Linked DNA regions of Macaca mulatta: region 2 is linked to region 1. Evidence: chromatin contacts called from public Hi-C data. All regions are on one chromosome and are shown on one strand. The core of a region is the stretch at or near the end of the contact, and the rest is flanking DNA. Distances in the headings are between cores, read along the strand shown. Region 1 holds the start of TAF1D (TATA-box binding protein associated factor, RNA polymerase I subunit D). Region 2 holds the start of MED17 (mediator complex subunit 17).

What was found. Hi-C and Micro-C count contacts between places; a contact is called where the count stands out from the background.
Region 2: a Hi-C map of fetal cortical plate shows a contact between it and region 1, with 1.6 times the contacts expected there. The contact joins the promoter of MED17 here to the promoter of TAF1D in region 1. A contact is called at or near these places in 4 of 14 Hi-C or Micro-C datasets (CD4 T cells, fetal cortex germinal zone, fetal cortical plate and 1 more).

The regions. Positions count from the first base shown.
Region 1 is chr14:94,580,306-94,585,526 of T2T-MMU8v2.0, reverse strand. It overlaps TAF1D (TATA-box binding protein associated factor, RNA polymerase I subunit D), which reads left to right and starts at 2,481. Exons shown (of 7, transcript NM_001257644.1): 1 at 2,481-2,629; 2 at 4,591-4,684. The coding sequence starts at 4,617. C14H11orf54 (chromosome 14 C11orf54 homolog) reads right to left here and starts at 2,369. Exons shown (of 11, transcript XR_013404261.1): 1 at 2,218-2,369.
Region 2 is chr14:94,618,774-94,623,994 of T2T-MMU8v2.0, reverse strand. It overlaps MED17 (mediator complex subunit 17), which reads right to left and starts at 2,736. Exons shown (of 12, transcript NM_001261648.1): 1 at 2,266-2,736. The coding sequence starts at 2,515.

The sequences.
Region 1 (5,221 bases), core at 1,232-3,731:
CAGGAACATAGCCTTGGGCCAGATAGAGGCAAACAATATTTTCCTACCTAATTGGTGGGAGGCGATGGCCCAGAAATAGGGTCTAGAAAGGAAATGGAGCTGCAGAGGTTAACACCTGAAGGGGTAGACCAACTATCGCAACTAAACTGGTTACCATTTGAGTGCACACTGTGTACCAGACACCATTAGACACTGTGCAGACATTCTCTCAACTTTTCACAACCATGACAGATTGTGAGACAGGTTGTGGGTCTTCAGGAGTCGCGGGCATCCCTCAGACACAGCCGCACGGCCTGCATGGAGTTCGCTCCTGCCGGCGACCACTCGCTCGGGCTCCAGCATCTGCTCACCCCTACGCACCCTCCCATAAAGGGTGGGGCGCAGCAGGCCTGAGTGAGTGGAGTTCCTAGCTTCCAGCACTCCAGTTCCCGCCTCATTCACTCGCGCGCCCCTTCCCGCGAGGAGTCGAGAGCTACGGGCTGAGAAAGGGAGACACCGCAGCCCCAAGAACCGCGAAGGGGTCTGAGAAATATCTTGCTTCAACTGCACTCCAGCCTGGGTGACAGCGCAAGACCGTCTCTATAAAACAAAGGAATATGAAATGTGGCCGGGCGCGGTGGTTCACGCCTGTACTCCCAGCACTTTGGGAGGCCGAGGCAGGTGGATCACTTGAGGTCAGGAGTTTGAGACCTGCCTGGCCAACATGGTGAAATCTAGTCTCTACTAAAAGTACAAAAATTAGCCGGGTGTGGTGGCGGGCGCCTGTAGTCCCAGCCACTTGGGAAACTGAGGTGGGTGGATCTCTTGAGCCTGGGAGGTGGGGGTTGCAGTGAGCTGAGATCCGGCCACTGCACTCCAGCCTGGGCTACAGAGCAAGACTCCGTCTCTTAAAAAAAAAAAAAAAAAAAAGAAAAAATACAAAATGAAATGTGAAATTTCAGTGATTCTGCATTAGGAGTTAATTGTTCCTTCCCTTTAATACCACTTTTCCCCTTCTTTTTGGACAAGGGACGCTGCATTTACATTTTGCATTGAGCCTCACAAATTACACAGCTAGGCTTGCTGCTGAATATGGCAGTGAAGGACATGCCATACCAGTCCTGGAGCTTAGTCACTGCCCAGCCCCTGTGGATCAAATGCAGTGTCAGACTTTTTATCCCCGAAATTGTCCAATCTATGGAGCAAAGGAGGGTAAAGAGACCAGATTACTTTTAAGGCACGCTCTATCCTAAAATGATGTAAACTATAAAATAAGATTAGACAGCTTTACTGGTTTTTGCGGTGTATCATATGAAAACAGAAGTTTGAAACCAGAAAAATCAAACCAGTTCAATCCTTTTAAAAATTTCTTTGGGAGGCCGGTGGCTCACGCCTGTAATCCCAGCACTTTGGGAGGCCGAGGCGGGTGGATCACCTGAGGTCAGGAGTTCGAGACCAGCCTGACCAACATGGAGAAACCCCGTGTCTCCTAAAAGTACAAAAAAATTAGCAGGGCATGGTGGCACATGCCTGTAATCTCAGCTACTTGGGAGGCTGAGGCAGGAGAATCGCTTGAACCCGGGAAGCGGAGGTTGCGGTGAGCCAAGATCGCGCCATTGCACTCCAGCCTGGGCAACAAGAGCGAAACTCGGTCTCAAAAAAACCCCAAAAAACCGAAAAACAAAAAAAAAACCAAAAAACTTTCGAAGAAAAAAACCCCACCAAAACTAAACTAGTTTACACAGCTTAATCTTAACTCAGGAACTGGTCAAGGAACTAATGGTGGGGGGCGGGGAGGATGTAGGAGGAAACAGGAAAAAGAAATCCTCCACAGGTCTCACTTGTGACGTGTTAGCCAATTCCTGGGAGGCAGAAAGGGTGAGCTCCCGAAACAGGTGCAAAGGTGGGGAGGAGACCTGGGCGTGCTACGGCATAACACTGGCGTCCAGCACAAAGGTTACAAACTTCGAGTAACCTTCCCGAATATTTTCACACACAAGGGTTTTGAAGGCAAAAGTAGACACAGGATGACAAAACACTCATTCACACATCCCACCCGTCACCCTCACCACATACTCTGGACCAGGTTTAGAAAGCCGGGAGACAGCTCAGCAAACGCGAGACCACCGGAAACGACCCGGGCTGAGAGGCTGTTTCCTCGCAGTTCTCATCCACTCACAATTGGCCGCACATTTTCTTTTTGTTATTTGCCGAAATGTTCTTGGCTATTCCACTTACCGAATCGGTCACGCAAGCAAAACACCAGAATCCCGATCTCCGCCTACGCCAACCCCGCCTCCTCAGAGTAAGCGAGCTACAGCTCCGCCCACGTTAGTCGCTCCTCCCTGCGCGGCGAGAAAAATGGCGCCCCCGCGTCGCGACTCCTCCCACCGCTCGCCTTCTTCCCGGGAGCTAAATTGTATCGCGAGATTTCTGCCTGACTATTACTTGGGCCGCGGGGATATCCCACCCTTTTCTTCCGCGCGGTTGGAGGACATCGGCTAGTTTTCCGGAGTTGGAGGACTGAAATCGGGAGGGTGGTGTGTGCAAATCTCCAGGACTCACGCACCAGGCCAGTCGCAGGTTTTGGCCCGAGGCCTGGGTTACGGGCAGCAAGTGCGCGGTTGGGGCCGGTGTGAGGCGGTTTTAGGTAGGTTGCCAAGAGGGCAAGGCCGTCTGGGCTTGTTGGGCAGGGGAGGCATTGCATATCTGGGGTTTCGGCCCCTGCGTTGTTCCGGAGGATTGAGCCTCGGAAGTCGGGCCGAGAGGGTGAAGGGATCACGGTTGCAGGCCACTCCGCGCCACGCGGCTGGTATGAGGCCCACAAACGTGGTTGTAGTGTGGGCGGGCTTCATTATATCTTGAGATGGAGGTGTTAAAACGTGTTGCAGACAAGTTTAACCTTCTTAACGTAATTTAAATGATTTAACCTTCATATGTGAGGTACCCATTGGTAGCGCCGGTTTCCTGGAGGTTAGGCGCTGCCCGGAGAGACGCGCTGGTGGTCACAGAATTAGCTCCGGGTAAAGCGCCGCTTTCTGCCCACGTGGCCTCTAAGAATTGCAGAATTCCAGCGGATGCATCGACACCCAAGTAGGAGTGTCTTCTAAACACTAAGAAAAAAGTGATTCTTGAGCTAGCTTTATTTTGATAATCCCTACTTTAAAAAAAAATTAGCCACAGGTATACCATTAATGCATGGGGCCAAATTTTTGTTGAATTCCGTTTTTGAGCATTCGATATATAATGACTTCGTAGAATCCTGTACTTAAGCTAATAAGACGTACTACCAGAAAATTACCACAGGGGTCCATTGGGCATTTAACAAATCTGAGCTCTTGGTAACCTTATCGTTTTATATTTTAAATGTTTTGCTAGTTCATCCTAGGATTTATATGCAATGACTCATGTTAGGTCCCAAGAAGCTACAGAATGAGACAAGAGATTGACTAAGGCAAGTACAATAGTGAAATAAGTAGTTATCCTTCATTTTTGTTGCCATGCCTATTTTTTTTTTTTTTTTTTTTCTGAGACAGGGTCTTGTTCTGTCGTCCAGGCTGGGGTGCAGTGGTGCAATCTCGGCTCACTGCAACCTCCACCTCTGCTCAAGCGATCCTCCCGAGTGGCTGGGAGCACAGGCACGGGTCACCACACCTAGGCAGTATCTTAAGAATTTTTTGTAGAGACAAGGGTCTCCTTGTGTGCTGAGGCTCACTACATACAACTTCCACCTCCCAGGCTCAGGTATTCACCTACCTCAGCCTCCTGACCACAGGCGCGCGCCACTAGCCCGGCTAATTTTTGTATTTTTTGTAGAGACGGAGTTTCACCACGTTGCCCAGGTTGGTCTTGAGCTCCTGGGCTCAAGCGATCCGCCCGCCTCGACCTCCCAAAGTGCTGTGTTACACAGGCCTGAGCCACCCAGACCAACCTGTTTTTTCTTTTAGCTCACAAGAAGGAATCTTTTTTTTCTTCTTTTTTTGGCATGTTGTATACTCTACCATGGGGATGAAAACACAAAGAATTATGATAGTTTATTGAAAAAGGTTGAGAATTCAGAACTTGTCAGTTTCCACCAATAATGGCAAAGATACAATATGACAAAGTTCAGTTACTTAAATGAATCTAGGAATGAAGAATCTAGGAATTATAATGGAGAGGTGATCAGGAGTTTAAAATGGTCTGTTGATTGGAGATCCTTTTCCTGGTTTATATAGGGCACATTTTGCCTTAGGAATTCCCTCTTTGATCTTGGAAAATGGTTTTTAATTTTACATTAATACTGTATTGGTAATTGCACGTTAGTAAGTGGCTAATGATAAAACTGTATTTTCTACTTATATTGAAAGATGCTTTTTTTGGAAGTGACAGTACTTTTTTGGAATCTTGTTCCATTGAATACATTTAGAGGGTAAAAACTGAAAGAACCTGTGAATAGAATTTCTGGATTTCTTTTTAAAGAAATTGATCTGAAATGGATAAGAAGCTTAACCCCGGCAAATGATTTTGCCTAAAATCAGTGGCATAGTCTGACCATGTTGAATACTATAGTAGATACTGTGTCAATATTTAGGGAAGCTTTGTCACATTTACTAAATTTCATAATTTCAGAAAACTGTTATAAAACAAAGCAACTGATGGATAAATCAGGAATAGATTCTACCGACCATGTGACATCTGATGCTATGGAACTTGCAAATCAAAGGTAAGTGGGTTTTTACTGGAGAACTGAGTGGATTCAATCATATTTATTGTATCTGAATTATGAGAAATTATTTTATATAATGAGTGACAGTAAAGATGATTTTCAGGAATTGGGAAAGAAGGAAAACCAGATTTCACTGACCTTCCAGGTTTATCTAGTTAATGTAGATTGATAATAGCATTGCAAATACTTTAAATTCAAAATGTGAATATATTATAATGGGACACATTCTTCAAGAAAAAAATGTATTCTTTGGGTCATATTAGCATCTCTTCCAGACTACCTCTTCCTGTTTCTGTCTGGTAGGCTGTGTTTGTTTTACTCACTCTTAGCAGTGAACGGAACCATACAGCCTTTGTGGAGCTCATACGTTATCTTGAAAGATACATAGTTTTTTTCTAAGCTGAGCACAGTGGTGCATGCCATTAGTCCTAGCTAGCTACTTGGGAGGCTGAGTCAGGAGCATCCCTGGAGTTCCAGGAGTTTGAGGTTGCAGTGAGCTGTGATTGCACCACTGTACTCCAGTCTGGGTAACAG
Region 2 (5,221 bases), core at 1,487-3,986, 38 kb before region 1:
CTTATAAGACTACCTAATTCTTTTAACACTGTATGATATTCTGGAACATGGATGTACGGTATGTTTAACCATTTGTATTTAATGGACATGTAGATTGCTTCCAACAGGTAGACTGCTTCCAACAATGCTAGCAGTGGTAAACACCTTGAATATATACCCTGTATACGTGCACCTTTTTTGCAGGTTCAATTTTTAGATGTGGTAATAGTGAATCAAAGAAGATACACATTTAAAAGTTTCGGCTGGGCACAGTGGCTCAGGCCTGTAATCCCAGCGCTCTGGGAGGCTGAGGCAGGGTGGATCACCTGAGATCATGTCTTTAAGACCAGCCTGGCCAACATGGTGAAACCCTATCTCTACCAAAAATACAAAAATTAGCCGGGCAGGGTGCCGCGTGTCTATAGTCCCAGATACTAGGGAAGCTGAGGTGGAAGAATCCTTGGAATCCAGGATGCAGGGGTTGCAATGAGCGGAGATTGCACCACTGCAATCCAGTCGGCGGCAGAGCAAGACTCCGTCTCAAAAAAAACAAAACAAACAAACAAACAAAAGTTAAAATTAAATTTTGGCACATACTAAACTGCCAGATTGTCTTTCAAAATCACTATCAGTTCACATTCCTAACCGTGAATATTAAAAATCTTTTCAATTTCTGCCAATTTTGTGCATGGAAAGAGTATCTTCATCATGTTTTAATTTCCCAGCCCCTACTAATGAGATTGAGTCTATGTTTTGTTTATTGGTATCTGAAGTCTCTCCTCTATGAGCTATTTATATCTTTGGCCCATTTTTCCAGGGTCATCATTTTCTTTTCAGTTTGAAGGGACTTTTTGAATACAGAAGATATCAACTAAATGTGTGTTATATGGGTAGAACTTCTCCCAGTCTGTCATTTATCTTTTTACTTTGCTTATGGCATCTTTTCCCATTGTTTTTAAATTTTATATAAGTAATATATCTATCGTTTGTAAAGTAGGTGGGTGAGTGTGTGGTTGTGTGTGTGGCTGTTAGGGTCTTGTTCTATTACCCAGGCTGGAGTGCGGTGGCACAATCATAGCTCACTGCAGCCTTGATCTCACTGGCTCAATCCATTCTCCTCCTTCAGCCTCCCCAGTAGCTGGGACCACAGACGTGCACCACCACACCCAGCAAATCAAATGTTTTTTAATTTGTAGAGACAGGAGCTCCCTATGTTGCTCAGGCTGGTCTTGAACTCCTGGGCTCCAGCGATCCTTCCATCTTGGACTCCCAAAATGTTGGGACTACAGGTGTGAGCTACCATGCCTGTCTCGTTATTTCCTAAATTAAGAAGATCTATCCTACTCCCAGAATAATACAACTATTCTTTCATTATTTCTTTTAACACTTTGTTTTGCTTTCTTCATTTGGCACCTCAATCAATCCTCAAAAATTATTGTGGAAATAATTTTTGTGTGAGGTATAAAGTAGTATTTACGTTTTTCTGCAAATGGACTCCTAATACTCCTAACAGCACTGCCCTGAAAAAACATCTTTAAATTCCCATTTACACCGAGTCTGCTGCATAATTAAATTAAGAATTGTGATTTTTTTTTTCAAAAATCCTTGACAATAATGAGAATCTGAAACCTACTCATTGTTTCTTCACTTCCCTCCTAACCAGCCCCCTTCCTTCCAGTTTTGCTTTCCCTATAATTCATTTACTGGAAAGCATCTAGAGTAACCTTTAACAAAATCATGTCTCTACTTATCCTGCGAAAGTTTGCAGTGGTCTCAACATTAGTCAAACGCTTATCACGGCCTACTGGGCTCTACAGGATCTGGACCCGCCTACCTCTTGGACCTCGTCACACATTCCAGTCAACACTGACTTCTTTTCTGTAGGTGCTACTATCATCATCCACACCGCACAAGGATGCAAAGTAACGCGCCAAAGGTCACGCAGCAGGCAAGGGGCAGAGCCCCGATCTAAGACTCTTAGCCACCAAGTGGGCCACATTAAAGGCCTTCTACAGAGAAGCATTCATTTAAACATTTCACCGTTTGACAGTGTCTCAAACGCTCCCACTCAAGGAGACCCGCAGGAGTACTGCGTAAAGTCGTGTCCTAACTTGTCCGGCAGCAACAAAAAGATGACGACCAGTATCCTTACGCTTCCACTCGTGGGACACTCAAAAGTTCTCGCACGCACAGGATCTTCCCCACCGAGGAAGAGGAGGAGGGCAGCCACCCGGGCGGGTGCTGGGACCCAGACCGGAGGACTCGGGCAGCGGATGCAGGCTTTACCTTCCTCGTCGTCCTGATCTGCGCTGGACCCGGCGCCCGGCCAGTCCTGCGCGTCGCCCTCGGTCCCCGCCGCCTCCTCCTCCTCGGAGCCCGAACCCTGGCTGAAGTCGATCCGCTGGGCTAGACGCGCCAGATTCTGCGACATGGACAGCGGCGGCAGGTACGTCTCGGTGCCATCGAGGCCCACCTCATGGACCTGCTTCTCGCAGGCCGATTCGATGCTGATGCGCACTGCGCGCACCCCGGACATGCTGGCGGCGTCGGCCAGCGGTGGGAGGACCCCCACACAAGCCAAAAAACGAGGTACGGAGAGGAGGCCTCCCAGCGAAGAGCCGGGAACCCAGCACCCCGGAACCGCGGTGCCTCAGAAGACCCTCGGGAAACCGAAAGCAACGCTCAGGCTGGAAACAAAAGAGCTGGCCCAGCAACTTTCCCAGAACGCACTGCAAGCTCCCCTCCCGGCGTCTTTCCGAGCAAAACTGGGCAGGCGCGGAAGCTCCTGGACTCCCGAGAGCGCTTCCGGTGAATCACCAGGCAGGGTGGGGTAAACTTCCCGGCCCATAAGAGGCGTGGCCGGCAGCGGGAGGCAAAGACCGGTTCAGGAGCCGAGACTGGCTCTCTGTTTTTAAGCCTGCCTTTGTTTAAAGAGCGGATGAGGAAAGAAAGCCTACAGAGGCGAAAAGAGTCAAGGAAAAAGAAATTAATGGATGCTTGTATCTTAGCAATGAGAGTCCTGTTGAGAGAACTGAGATCTGATGGCGCGCGCCTGTGGTCCCAGCTACGCGGGTGGCTGAGGCGGGAGGATCGCTTGAGCCCAGGAGATGGAAGCTGCAGTGAGCCGAGATCTCACCACTGCCTAGGCAACAGAGTGGGATCCCTTCTCAAAACGAAAGTGTTTTTTAATTAGTAAGAAACTTTTTAAAGACTATCTGAAGAGTTAGAAATTAACGGTATGGCTTGGGGGAAACAATTGTGCTTATCACCACTTAAAATTATACTAATTATTTGGTTTCATGTTATAACTCTATGACAGCCCATATTTGCAGCAGACATAATAGGCTCTGGCATGTAATAAGTACTGAATATTTATTTTATGCCCGAGTAACAATAAATAATGTTGATCTCACTTTTTTATTAGTGATGGGGTCCCGCTGTGTTGCCCAGGCTGAGTGCAGTGGTTATTCACAAGTGCTAGCAGCACACTACAGGCTGGAGCTCCTGGGCTCAAAGGGTGCTCCTGCCTTAGCCTCCTGAGTAGCTGGGACTATAGGAGTGTGTCACCATGCCTGGCCTACAAATAATATTTAAAAGATTAAGAAGAAGTGGTATAACTTCAGTCTTTGGGTCTCCAAGAATGTATTTCATTAGTAGGAAATCCACAGAAAAAGATGGATTATCTTATATTACAAACCTCTATATTTCATTTAAGGAATTATATATACTGTTTATCGTGAGTGTTGACCAGGTTTTGTTCTGACCAAGATATATCTAGGTTTTGAACTACTTTCCTAAGGTATTTAGGGAAATACAGTTGCCCTGGTGTTAGTCCCTGCTGAAGAAGAAAGCAGATGGCCGTGTGCGGAGCGGTTTGAATTTTCATGAGAGAAACCTATTTCTGGCAAGCTGCACTGTCTGTCGCACAATCATGTTTGAGAACAGTACTTGCTTTTCGTGTAAATTTGTAAAAAAATTTTTTTAACTTTATTTTAAAATCTGATTAATAGCCAGGCACAGTGGCAGTCTAACAGCCGTGCAGACAAAAACAAGACAACAACAAATGAACATGATTCCCAGAATAAGTAACAGCTTTTGCCACCAAGTCTTCAAGATCAAAACTAGCTGCTTAGCCAGTTGTTTAAAGATGTATTGAATCTGAAAGTTTAGTTGTTGAGGTTTTCATATTATCCATTAACATAGTCACATTATCTGATTCATCTGGGATACAGACATAACACACAGTTTTTATGATAGTGCAGGTTCGTCCCTGGGCTTCAGTGAGTATGTCAAAAGTCATATGGTTTTGTAATATAGCCTTTTCCGTAAGAGTAACTTTATTGTTTAATAATGGAATACCCATGTAGCTATAGTTTGGGTATAATTGGTTAGGACCTCTGTATGCCAAATAACATCTTCAACACTCAGTTGTGGTATGAAGATGGAAGCTAAATGATCATACCAATGGAACACAGAATGAACCCAATGAGATCATAAATAAGGAAAATGTGCAGGTTTTGGCAAAGTACGAACTACTCGACCATATGGTTAAGCATAACCTGAAGAACATCATCCTAACTATCCTGGAAGTAACCATGGCCATAGGTTAGTGCCACATAGCCAAAATGTTCCATTTGGAGCTAATCAATAAATACATTCAATGGCATGCCAGTCAGTACTTTGTAATATAATGGTGTGAATACATAGTTCTTTGGGTATCCATCCCATATCTCCAGTGCTTTTGGGCCAGATATCTTTGGTATGATTTCTCTGTTCCCAACATAAAGGGGCAAAGTGGCTGGGCACGGTGGTTCATGCCTATAATCCTCCACTTTGGGAGAATGAGGTAGGTGGATCACCTGAGGTCAGGAATTCGAGACCAGTGTTGCCAACATGGTGAAACCCTGTCTCTACTAAAAATACAAAAACTAGCTGGTCGTGGTGGTGCATGCCTGTAATCTCAGGTACTCAGAAGGCTGAGGCAGGAGAATCACTTGAACTCAGGAGGCAGAGATTACAGTGAACCAAGATCTCACCACTGCACTCCAGCCTGGGCAACAGAGTGAGACTCTGTCTCAAAAAAAAAAAAAAAAAAAAAAAAAAGTCGGGGGTTGAGGAGGCAAGGGCAAGGTGACTGAGCTGACAGAAGGAGGGGTAAGCCAGATAAAACCATCCCAAATTTGTGTTATACCATTCTGAAATCAAGGTGTCTTATCTCTTAATTGGGGCAGTGTCATTGTTT